2 separate regions of the Gossypium hirsutum genome follow, and region 1 is linked to region 2. Evidence: chromatin contacts called from public Hi-C data. All regions are on one chromosome and are shown on one strand. The core of a region is the stretch at or near the end of the contact, and the rest is flanking DNA. Distances in the headings are between cores, read along the strand shown. Region 1 holds the start of LOC107901960 (arogenate dehydratase/prephenate dehydratase 1, chloroplastic). Region 2 has its middle 55 kb from the start of LOC107901960.

What was found. A called contact is a pair of places that touch in the nucleus more often than the background predicts.
Region 1: a Hi-C map of leaf shows a contact between it and region 2, with 4 times the contacts expected there. The contact joins the promoter of LOC107901960 here to the enhancer-like site in region 2. A contact is called at or near these places in 6 of 34 Hi-C or Micro-C datasets (anther, cotyledon, fibers and 2 more).

Annotation. Positions count from the first base shown.
Region 1 is chrD06:56,766,540-56,772,189 of Gossypium_hirsutum_v2.1, forward strand. It overlaps LOC107901960 (arogenate dehydratase/prephenate dehydratase 1, chloroplastic), which reads left to right and starts at 3,333. Exons shown (of 11, transcript XM_016828155.2): 1 at 3,333-4,288; 2 at 5,403-5,470; 3 at 5,549-5,641. The coding sequence starts at 4,018.
Region 2 is chrD06:56,711,687-56,717,621 of Gossypium_hirsutum_v2.1, forward strand. No RefSeq gene overlaps it. Among protein-coding and RNA genes, the nearest start is that of LOC107901960, 55 kb to the right of the region's middle. Within about 2 kb of position 2,770, at least 1 of the 9 cell types and tissues checked has an H3K27ac peak or open chromatin away from gene starts, as enhancers often do. A contact at or near this core is called in leaf, where this site is marked.

The DNA of each region.
Region 1 (5,650 bases), core at 2,083-4,582, 55 kb after region 2:
TGATGTTGTCGTTCTTTACCTACCAAATGCCTCACTTGTATGCTATTAAATCTCCCTAAATCTTTGGGCCTATCATTATTGATTTCAACTTCTGCCATTTCCAACGTATTATTCTCCAATCCTTCCTTATTTAAATTATTAAAAATAGTAAACATGTTTTCTTGCCCCATCTCTCAACGTGGATTATGAGATTTATTTCCCAAAATTATTGGTTTCCTTTGTGAGCGTTGTACAAGCATCCACGGGCCAAAATTACCTCATTTGTCGCCTTGTCCGTCTTTTCACTTGTTGCCTTTGTATTTTTCGTTTGTACCGCCTCCGACAACTCTTCAAGGTTAGTCACCATTTTTTTCAAGACACAAGCCTCTGTGCGATGTCCAAAACAGCCACAAGAAAAACAAATATTATGAAGCTTTTCATATTCAATATTTTGAACGAAATTACCAATTCTAATTGATGGAATCAAAGGCTTGGACAGATAAATTTCAATATAAATTCTTGCAAACTTCCCCCTAGTAGTATAAACTGTATTAGAATCCAATTTGATGCGTCTACCAACAAGCTTCCCGACTTTAACTAGTACTTCTTCATTGAAATATTCCAAAGGTAAACCAAGCAATTGAATCCACACTGCTATGGATGCAACCGTTCCCATAGTCGGGTGAAAGTTCGGCTTCCATTTTTGTATTGTAAGATAATGATCCATAATCTTCCAAGAACCCGCCGTTATCACCGTCAAGAGATCCTCTGCGCTCAAGAATTTAACAACATAAAAATCATGTCCCAAATCAATGCAATCAAACTCCTCATCTAGATTCCACATAGTTGTTAATCGTTATATAAGGGCACTGTATGAGATCGACTTCCCTAACAACTTAATGATTGGAGCGTTTCTCCACGGTTTTCGTAGATTCCGTTTCCACTCTCTATCCACTTCCACCGTTGGAATACTTGTAAACTCATCAGAGAGCTCCTCCATATCTAAATTCGAGTCATCATCATCCTCTTCCACTGAGATGACTCCTTAGAATAAATCATTAGATACCAGTGGCTTCAATAGAGAATCCTTATAAGATCGAGACGGCGGTGTAGAAAAAAGATCTATTGCCTTAATCTTCTTGGTGCTACGTTCCAAGTGATCTTGTTCTTCAATAGAGCGTTCATCCATTTTTTCTAGGGCTTAAATTTGTAACACTTGAAAATATATTAAAGGTTATCAAATTAATTTTTACTTATTTGGTTAAAAATAATTTAATTTAATTCTAATAATATGTTATGTCAAATACTTTTAAAATAAAGCTGAAAAAAAATGAAAATTACAAAGTGTATATCAACCTGGAGATAGAAAACAGATATCGAAAAGCTTAATGAAAAGTAAAAATGAAAAGAATAAGAAAAAATGAAGAAACTAAAATACAAAAGAGATTTTTAAAATTATTAAACCATGAATTTAAAACCCAACCTGGGTCATTCGTCCAGGCTCGAAAATCTACTTAAAAAATAAAAGGGTTTGAACAAAAATATATATAGGTCAAAAAATTGGGCTATGAAAAACAATAATATTCGTTTTCTAAACGGGTCGAGTCTCAGTAAGACTTTTTGGTCTCCGACATGGATCAGCTTAAACTTTGTTGTTGTTGTTTTACTATTATATTACTATTATTTTATTATTATTGTTTGGATATTATATAAGTCTTATTTTATGGTTAATTTTACTATTATTTTAAATCCATTTACTTGCTAAATTAGAAATATATTAGTGTTATTTAATGTATTTCAATTTCAAGTCAAGTTCGAATTTTAGATTTTTGAAGCTAAATGGAACTCAAATCTAAAAATCGACCCAACCTGGTGGTAATCAAGTCTAGTCATCAGAATGTTAAATTGAAAGTGACTCACTCAGCCAACAATGTTACAAAGCTTAGAAGAACTGAAATGGATGTCTGCTGTAAAGGCCCTAGTGCCTCGTTTTGAGTTTGTAGCTTTTTGTTTTAGGTGCCAATCTAGTAATAGTGTATGGTCCATCACCTTACTAAATACAGATAATCCTTTGTTGTACGACATTCACAACTTGATTATGTACTATATTATTGATTTTAATTAATAAATAAGATATATTAAAAAATTGGATAAAAGTATCATAAAAGTTCCTATATCAAGAATTAAATTGTATCTCATTAAAAAAATGAGTAATTTTAAATTAGATTTGATCATGGGCCAGGTCGATGTCAAATTTTATACTCAAGTTTGACTCAAAAAATAGACCTAAAATTTTGCTCAAACTTGACCCAGATAAAAAAATACTAAACCCGAGCCCACCTGGCCTGCCCATATTGAAAATTTTTATATTATTTTTTATATAAAAATAAATTTAAAAAATACAATACATCAAATATACTAAAAACATTAAAATAAATATTTCCCAATAAATTGAAAATACATTAAAAAAATCTTTATACTTAAATAATACTAAGACAGTTACAACTTAGCAAGCAAATGCCTTTAAAATAGTAACAAAATTAACAATAAAATAAGAGTTATACAATTTCCAAACAATAATAACAAAATAGTAGCAATGTAATAACAAAATAGTAGCAAAACAAAGCAAAATGACAACAAACAGCAATAGAAATTTTTTTCTGGATTAAGTCCAGGCAAAAAAATCTTACCTTAGGTCCAACCCATTTCGAAAACGGGTGTTATTTTTTGTCCAAGTTCATTTTTCGGATCTATATTTTTGTCCAAACTCTCCCACTTTTTCGAGCGGGTTTTCAGGTCTAGGCAAATGGCCCGATCCATGATCAAACCTAATTTAAATTAGTTCTTGTAGTTAAATAAAAAAGCAAACTGATCATTTTTATTAAAGAACATATATTTTTACTATTAAAAACTGACTTGACTAATGAAATAACTAAACAATTATACATTGTATGCCACATGCACCTCATGTTGACATATATAAACTAATTTTTTATAATAAAAATAGAGAGATATTTTAAAAAAATGAACCAATTTACTCTAATTTATTTACTTTTGAATAAAAGACCAAAATATAAATTAACTTATAATACAAAAACTTTTTTTTTAGATCAAAAAATATTTTAAATAGAAAATTGAGAGTTCCAGTTCAATTTGACAATTCACCTAAAAAATACTAAAATTTATCGAAACAAGAGAATATGAATTTGAGTTCCTTATCTTTTATTTAAAAGTGAAAATAGGCTACAATTTTATATGAATAAAAAAAAGTACAAGGGATAAGATTTCTTAAAAAAAAAGTCCAAAATTGAGATATTTTATTTAAATAACTTTAGTAACGCCTGAACTGGATTTTGATAACGCTACAGAAAACATTTGGAAGAATATACTATCTAATATTTATTTTCTTCCCCAATACAATTTAATGTTATGTTTAAGTCAGCTCAGCCATTATTGTGAAATTTGGAAGGCCATTTCCAGGTTTCCAAAACCATTCCCTGATTATACGCTGCCTATTCTCCTCTATTTAATATCATATATGGAAGGTTTGGTGGTGATATAGTTGTTCCCAGGACCCAGGTTTCACTCTTGAAGATTGGATTCTCATTGGATTGCTTGGCTTCACCTTTGTTTTTTTTCCTTTCCTTCTTTGACGTCAAACACCCTCTAATCTAAGGAAACGTGTGGCCAACTTTCCTTTCCCAACTACCCTCTTCTTTTTCTAGTCTACCCAAGTTCTTTGAATTACCAGTAACATTTGTTTGATTTCTCAGTTGAAAAGAAGGGGAGAAAAAAATAGTTTGGGCTTTTCTTTTTTGAGTAGTTTTGTGTTATGGGGTCCATTCATACTTAACCTGCATTCTCCTTTCAAGTTGCCTCTCATTCTGTTTCACCAACAACACCGCACCACCAAACTTGATTCTTTTTTTCACTCATTGAGAGGTTGAAGTTTTGGCCTTTTCTTGTTTTTTTGATAGAAAAATAGCAGGACATTGGCATTGTGTGTTATTTGGTTTTTGAGATTTCTTGTATTTTTTGATGGCTTTGAAGTGTGTTCCGATCTTCTTTTGTTCTCAAAAGCCTCAGTCTCTTCTTGAGATACCAGCTTTGGGGTATAGCCGAGGTAGGATTGTGTTGGATTTGAGGCCTATTAGATTGGAATGCTGTGCTTTGGGTGCTTCAGCACAAAGTGCTATTTGTCTTGTTGAAGACGAGAAGCCTGGGGCCAAGACATCTCCCACTGGGAAGATTGATAACGATGGGAACACAATCTCAAGGGGGTTTCACAAGGACTTGAATCTTCTTCCTAGTAATCTAACTCGGTTCTAGTACTTTCAACTAATATTGGGTTTTAATTTTTTTTTTATAATTCTCTTCCTATAATTTAATTGAGTTGTTGAATGAATTTTAGATGTGATGGAAGCTATGCTTTGTTCTATAAATTAGCATTAATGAAATTATAGATGGAAATAATGTTCATTTCATTTTTTATTTTTGATGCAAATATTTTGATTGAGGTTGAAAAGAATCCTAAAATATGTTGAAGGGCAATGTAGATGGGTCCATTTGTTGTTCTAGTGTTTATAGCTAAATGAAAGGTTCTACTTTGAATGAGTTTGAATAAAGGACAGTTGGAACATTCGTTAGGATAAATGATGTTTCATTTGATATGTAGAATTACATTTATGAGGCCAATTATATTCAATGTCAGTTGTTTGAATGTGCTTCAAGGTTATGTAGCTATGTAAAGATAGAAGATGGCTGCTATTGTCTCCTGCTTGGAACTATTTTGGACTATTCGGTCCCATGGAACCGTTGGTTTAGCAAGAAAGTAAATACAAAATGAGATTCCTAGCTTGGCAGTTGAGATTTACTTTGTTGATGGCTTTTGATGCTTATGATCTTTAGTTATGTTTGTTTGAAGCCGGACATAAAAATTTTGCACTGAATCATGCATCGCTTACTTTTACGAACAACATCTTCTGCTAACATGTGTAGTTATGAGTAGGAGGAATATTCTTTTTTGGAACTTTTGAGTATCATGCGTAATGTCAACCCAATGGGATGGGATAGGACTCTCACGTGGATGAACTTGAGTTGTTCAAGGTTTGAATGACTCCCAAATGTACTCACTCCGCATGTGTACGGATAAAGGAGTATAACCGTTACGTGATCTAGGACAGGATTAATTCATACTTGGATACAATGAATATCTTTCCTATTCAGATGTAATTTAATTAGGTTGGACCGTGTACTTGAATGATCTAGTGATTTCATTGATCGTGGACGTGCTCTATAAATTTATTTCCAATTTTCTTGTATTATTCTTTTATAAGGTATTGTGTCTTATCTTTAATAACTTGGACCGTTACAGGGTTTTGGTCAATGCAATTTCTAAGATTGAATATGTAACTGTTTTGTAGAACCGCTGTCCAAAACCGATCTATCTCCATTTCCTGATGATGGTTCAAACTTGCGGGTTGCTTTTCAGGTCTGAAACTTATTTATTCTTTGATGGAATGTCCAACGTGTTTCTTGCTATACTTATGTCGGCTATTACTTATTTTAGGGAATCTCAGGTGCCTATGGCGAGGATGCTGCCCTTAAAGCATACCCTAATTGTGAGACTGTGCCATGTGACCAATTTGAAGCAGCATTCAATGTTCGGATG
Region 2 (5,935 bases), core at 1,520-4,019:
CTTTGCAGATGTAAGTCAGGATCATCTAAGGCTAGACTCTAACATAATATTTGACGTCATTATACCTATGATGAAAGCTAGTCCCAAAATTTTCATCCCCGTGTCAATTGCCAACATTTGTAACTAACACAATTGCACACTGTCGTACTACAAGGCATGGGTCACAAAACAAAAGACTATGGATAAATTGCATCACGACTGAGATAGGTCGTATAACAATTTGTGGCAAAGGTGTCAGGTACTGGATGGGTACATACCAAGTTTTATAATTGATTTGGAAATGCACCCAATGTACTTTCGCAATCGTCTGGTCTTTGAAAAAAGAGTAATATACCGATTTTTTTAGACCTTCGATCAATGCAGGCAAGTTTTTTGACACTGCATGCCTTTAGTACAAATTGATGGCACCTGGCTAAACAAGAGGTATGAGCATCGGTTGTTGATAGGCATTGCCCAGGATAGTAATTGGAGGATTCTACCGATAGCGTTTGTAATAACTCTAAGAGAAAAGACATATGATTGAGATTTCTTCCTCAGCTAATTGCATCGTCATGTTTGCCAGTAACCCGACATATGTATTATCTCCGATAGAGGACCCAGAATCTTAGTCGTTATTGAACAACATAATAGCCTTTGGGATCGCACAAAACGTAGGTATTGTATACGACATGTTGGCTCTAACTACCACTTAAAATGGCCTTTGAAAAGTGAGCGAGATCAATGCATTAACATTAATACGTAGTTGTCACTATTTCCACAATCATGCTATACCATATTTCGTTCATTGTTTGCATTCATGGGTATACTTTTCTCAACAGGGTACGAGTTTGTCCAACATCGTTTCCATGAAATGTTGGATAACTTGTACGCCATCAACAGCACCGGTGCGAACTACCTCACTTACATACCCTTCGAATAATGGACACAATCGTATGACAGGGGTCTACATTACGGGCACATGACAACGAACCTACCGAAATGCATCAAATTCGTATTGAAGGGGACGCATCATTTGTCAATAACCTCGGTTGTCAAAGAAACTTACTTTTGCTTGGTAGCCTTATTTCCAAAGTGGGCTGAGGCATATGTTGGACAAATAGTGGGAGGTAACATTTAATGTGAGGATGTCATGAAAGAAATTAGACGAAATGCAGAGAGAGAAAACACTATGTATATAATGTGTCACTCGCGTCCAAACCTGAGATTTCGGGTCACGGAGTACGCTAACTCGACCAAGACATGTCAGGGGTAGCAAACTGTGTTGACCTACTAGAAAGGACCTACGATTGTAGGAGATTCCAAACACTTCGATTCCCATGTGCCCATGTAATTGTTGCATGTGTGAATGCATGAATAGAGTACATGTCTTATATTAACGATGTGTACAAACTAAAATGTATGCACAGAGTATGGATATCTGAATTCCCATCCATCCCATGTGAGGGTATGCAGCCGCCAGTTTCCAGCGCCCCATTCAAATTGGCACCAAATATCAACTTGGGTCGCCTCCCAAAAGGTCGTCCGAATTCTACTTGGAGACGCACAAATATGAATGTTCGAGAGAGGGACAATCAATAAAGGTTATGTGGCTATTGAGAACTCAGGGCATACGAAGAAAACATGTCAACATTTGAAGGATACATTGAGGCCTCAATGTTGCTAACATTTTTTTTTGTACATAAATTGATTACAATACTTATTTTTTTTGTACAAAATCTGTTATTTTTTTATATTCTAGTTGTATTTGCCACGGTCTACTAACATTCATATAGTGGGAAAATTGCCACTTTAAGCCCTACTTTAAGTACCAATTAAAAATTCTCTAGCGATTGAACTTTTACTATTTTTACAATTTAATCCATGTACATTAATTAATCACTAATTCGATAAAAGTACCTACCCAAAGTTTAATTTGCCTACTATATAACTCCGTAAACATTTAATAAAAAAATTTACTACAATTTATGAAAACGGGGTCTTGAAATCACGTTTTGCGACACCACTAACTTTCGAACCGTTACATGTTTCATATAAAATATTATATATGGAAAATTATGTACAATATATTAGAATTTAACAAAGATAATTATGAGTTGCAACATAAATATAAAAAAATTGATCATATTTTATTGATATCAATTATAATTACATCACAAAAAGTAAATGAAAAATATATCATCGGCGTCGTAAAATCCAACTCATTACCAATAGAAAATATATCATATTTTATTGATATCAATTAAAAAAAATTTAAAATTAACTTAATTGAAAATAAAGAAATTTAAAATTTTTCCTTACCATTACCGATTGAGTGACGTAAATGTGCTTGTCATCGAAACAAATCAGAGAACTTGTCATTTATGAAAATTTAATCGAAATAAATAATCTATGAAATAATAAAATAAAACTATAAAATTTTTAAACAAATGTATTGAAAATTTTCGAACAAAACTTGAGAAAATTAAAAGTTTAGAGAGAATAGAAAAAATTAAATTTGAGTGAAAAGAATGAAAAATTGTCTGATATTTAAAAAAAGAAAAAATCGTTGGGACTTAAAAAATTTTACCGCTGGCTCGTTTAAATTCTGATTGTTGGAGGAAAGCCCAAAATTCATTAAAAGAAAAAAATTAAAATTTTCCTGACTCCCAAGTCCCATTTTTGATTTCCCAAAAGATCAAAACTTAAAATTTCCCCAACAGCCCCCTAGCCCTTGACTCTCAAACTGTCCCAATCATTGTCTAGCACCGGTCGACCATCAATTGTCAACCACCGACCACCGACCACCGGCCTCCAATTTCTCGTTTAACAGGTTTTTTTTTTCTCATTTGACCATTTATGTGCATTCTTGTGACCTTGTTTCTATTTTTTTTTTTGTTTTTTTAGTTTTATTACTTGTAAAATGTAAACTCATTCATGATTTTTTTAGTTTGAATTATTATTTAACTATATATTGTTACTTCAAAATGAATAAATGTAAAATAAATTAAATTTTTTATTTGATTTTATTTTTTTTATGAATTAGATATTCGACATAATATTAAAAATATTAAATTTAATTTTTTTATAGATTCAAAAATCCGAAAAATATTACTATTTAATTCAGATTTAAATTTTAATAATAAAAATAAAATATTTTACGAATAATTGGTATATTCAAATTTTAAAATAAAGTTACGGATTCGAATAACCTCAAACTTACATATATCCAACCTGGTGCGCCTATGCATTATTGGCTCTTGTCTTGGAGTGAACTGCCAAAGATAAAAAGACCCCACACCTAGCAACGCAATGTTTTTCCACCCAGACAAAAATCTTCACAGTGCTAACATGTGCCCCAAAGAATGAAATTATTGTACCCCAAAATGCCATGAAACTCTGTACAATTAAGGTGGTGGGTTTCATTCTGATTAAAGTGGTGGAGAGAAAATTCAATTTTGTGCGTTTTCTTAAATTCAATCAAACACACATGTCTTCGATTTCTTCTGCTCATCAGCTCTGGAGCCTCCTCCAAGCACTTAATCAGTAAAATTAAAAAAAAAAGAAAAAATGATTCTCATGGAACTGATTTAGGATAATTTTTCATTGCATTTAGAGTTTTTCAATGCAAGAGCAACTAAGAATATTTGATTTTTGGATTAAAACTATAATACAAAAAGTTGAAATTTAGGTGATTTTAATTTTTGTACTTGAAGGTAAAAATGATCAAAATACCCTTATTTATATTAATTATTTAAAATGTATATAGAAATTATATTAATCAATATTTTATGTATTTAAAATTTATATTAATTACTGAAAATAGTACTTAAAATTTATTTTATTAAAATTTATATTAATTACTGAAAATAGTACTTAAAATTTACTTTATTTATTATTCTATTAAATTATTTAAATATCATGTAATTTAATTAATTTTTAACTTTGCTTAAAAAAAACATTTTAACATTCAATAACAAATTCTAACAACTATGAACAAATCATATTTTTTCTATCACTTTTATGAAAAGCAATTTTTGAAAAAATCCTTTCCAACTGCTTCTTCACCTATCAAATCCCGCCAGATCCCACCCATCCCCACGTCAAAATTACTATCATTCCGTAAAAAAAAAAAAAAAAAAAAAAAACTTAACCAATCAAACGATGTCTAAAAAAAGTCAAAATTCCTTATATATATTAGAAAATTCCATAAATATAAATGCCAAAAAATCTTTAAAATTCTAAAAAATCATAAAAAAAACTAAAAATCAATTCTAAAAAAATAAAAAAAAAGACTTGGAAAATTTTCTTAATATATCATTTTCTTTTATAGTGTTCTCTAGACATTATAAAAAAACTATAAAATTACAAAAATATAAATGTTTGAAATGAAACTGGATAAATAGATGTTTAGATTTATCTTAATCGGAAGACTCATTCTAGATGAGATTATTTTACCAATTATATATATTTTAAATTTCAAAAAACATATTTTCAAAATAAAATTTCAATTTTTAGATTTTTTTTATTAAAATTTTGATGGGATAAACTTAAATAAGTTTTTGTTTAGGTCTCTGAACGTGCACTTTTAATAATTTATTATGTTTTTATTTTAAAAATACAGAAATTTAGCATATTCAATTTTTTATTTCTTTTTTTTGGATATTTATGTATTTTTATATTTTTTATAATTTTATGATTTTTAAAGAAATTTAGGATATATTTAGAATTTTTAAGGCTTTTTGACACATGGCATTATTGGATTAGTTGAGACAATTCCTTATTATAATTGTAAAATGGGATTACGGGATAAACGAAATAGTAATATAAGAACCAAATGTTGGAAGATTGAGTTAGGAAAACACATCAAATAATATGTTTAAGAGAAAACCAGAGTTTTAAAATTTTTTTCAAAACAATAATTTAGTTGTGTTATCTACAGTAATAAACACTTAATCAAAATTCGTACTGTTTGATTCGTCTATGATGAACATTTCAACCGAGTGGTCTTCTCCGCTATCCTCAAGCTCACATCTGCTGAGTGTGGGCTCGCTTTGAATTAGAAAACTTTTTCATAAAATTATCAGTGGAGCAATTTCGCTATTTCTCTAAACTTTTGGGGTTAAGTTGTAAATAACAAAAACTGTCTCTATAAAATTTCTAGAATAATTTCTTTAGAGAATATTCTCCCTACAACTTTTCTTGAATTCAAGTGTATGAGAACAATGACCCATGCTCTCTTTATATAGGGAGAGTTTAAAAAGAGTTCAACTAGGATTATAATTAATCACATTAATATTAAATTAATAAAATATTATCTAGATAAATATTAAATTAAATTAAATATCTTATATTAATATTAAATTAATAAAATAATATCTACATAAATATTACATTTAAGTTTAATATTAATTCATTAAAAAATATTATCTTTGAAAAAAACTAATTTGAAATCAAGTTACTTGGTAGAGTCCTATTAGGAGTCTAATTTTTCCACTGCTCTACCATCCGTCGGCTGCTGGATCGTCATCATCACAGTCACTGTGCCTGGCAGTGCCATCAACCGGTTCGGCCTGAGCTAATGACAGCCTGACTAGTCCGATCCAGCCATCGGTTGGACCATCGATCCAATTTCATATTCAATGTCCGGTTCAACCAGTTTTTAGATTTCAGTTTCGGGTTTTGGTTCTTGGGTTCAACTAGGGCAATTGTCTAACTTGAAAATTAATTTCCCAAAATATCATATTTATTTTAATTAATTTGATTAATTTAATTTTACTTGATCAAAATTAATTTTTTTTAAAAATCACTAAGATTTTCCAAATTATTTTTTCAAGAAAATTCTTTAATCAAACTCTCTAGTTGAACAATTCTCACGACCACCTAATTTAATTCCACATCGAATAAATCGACCCAATTAAATTATTTTCAAAGTCATAAAATTTTCTTCTGATTCAAA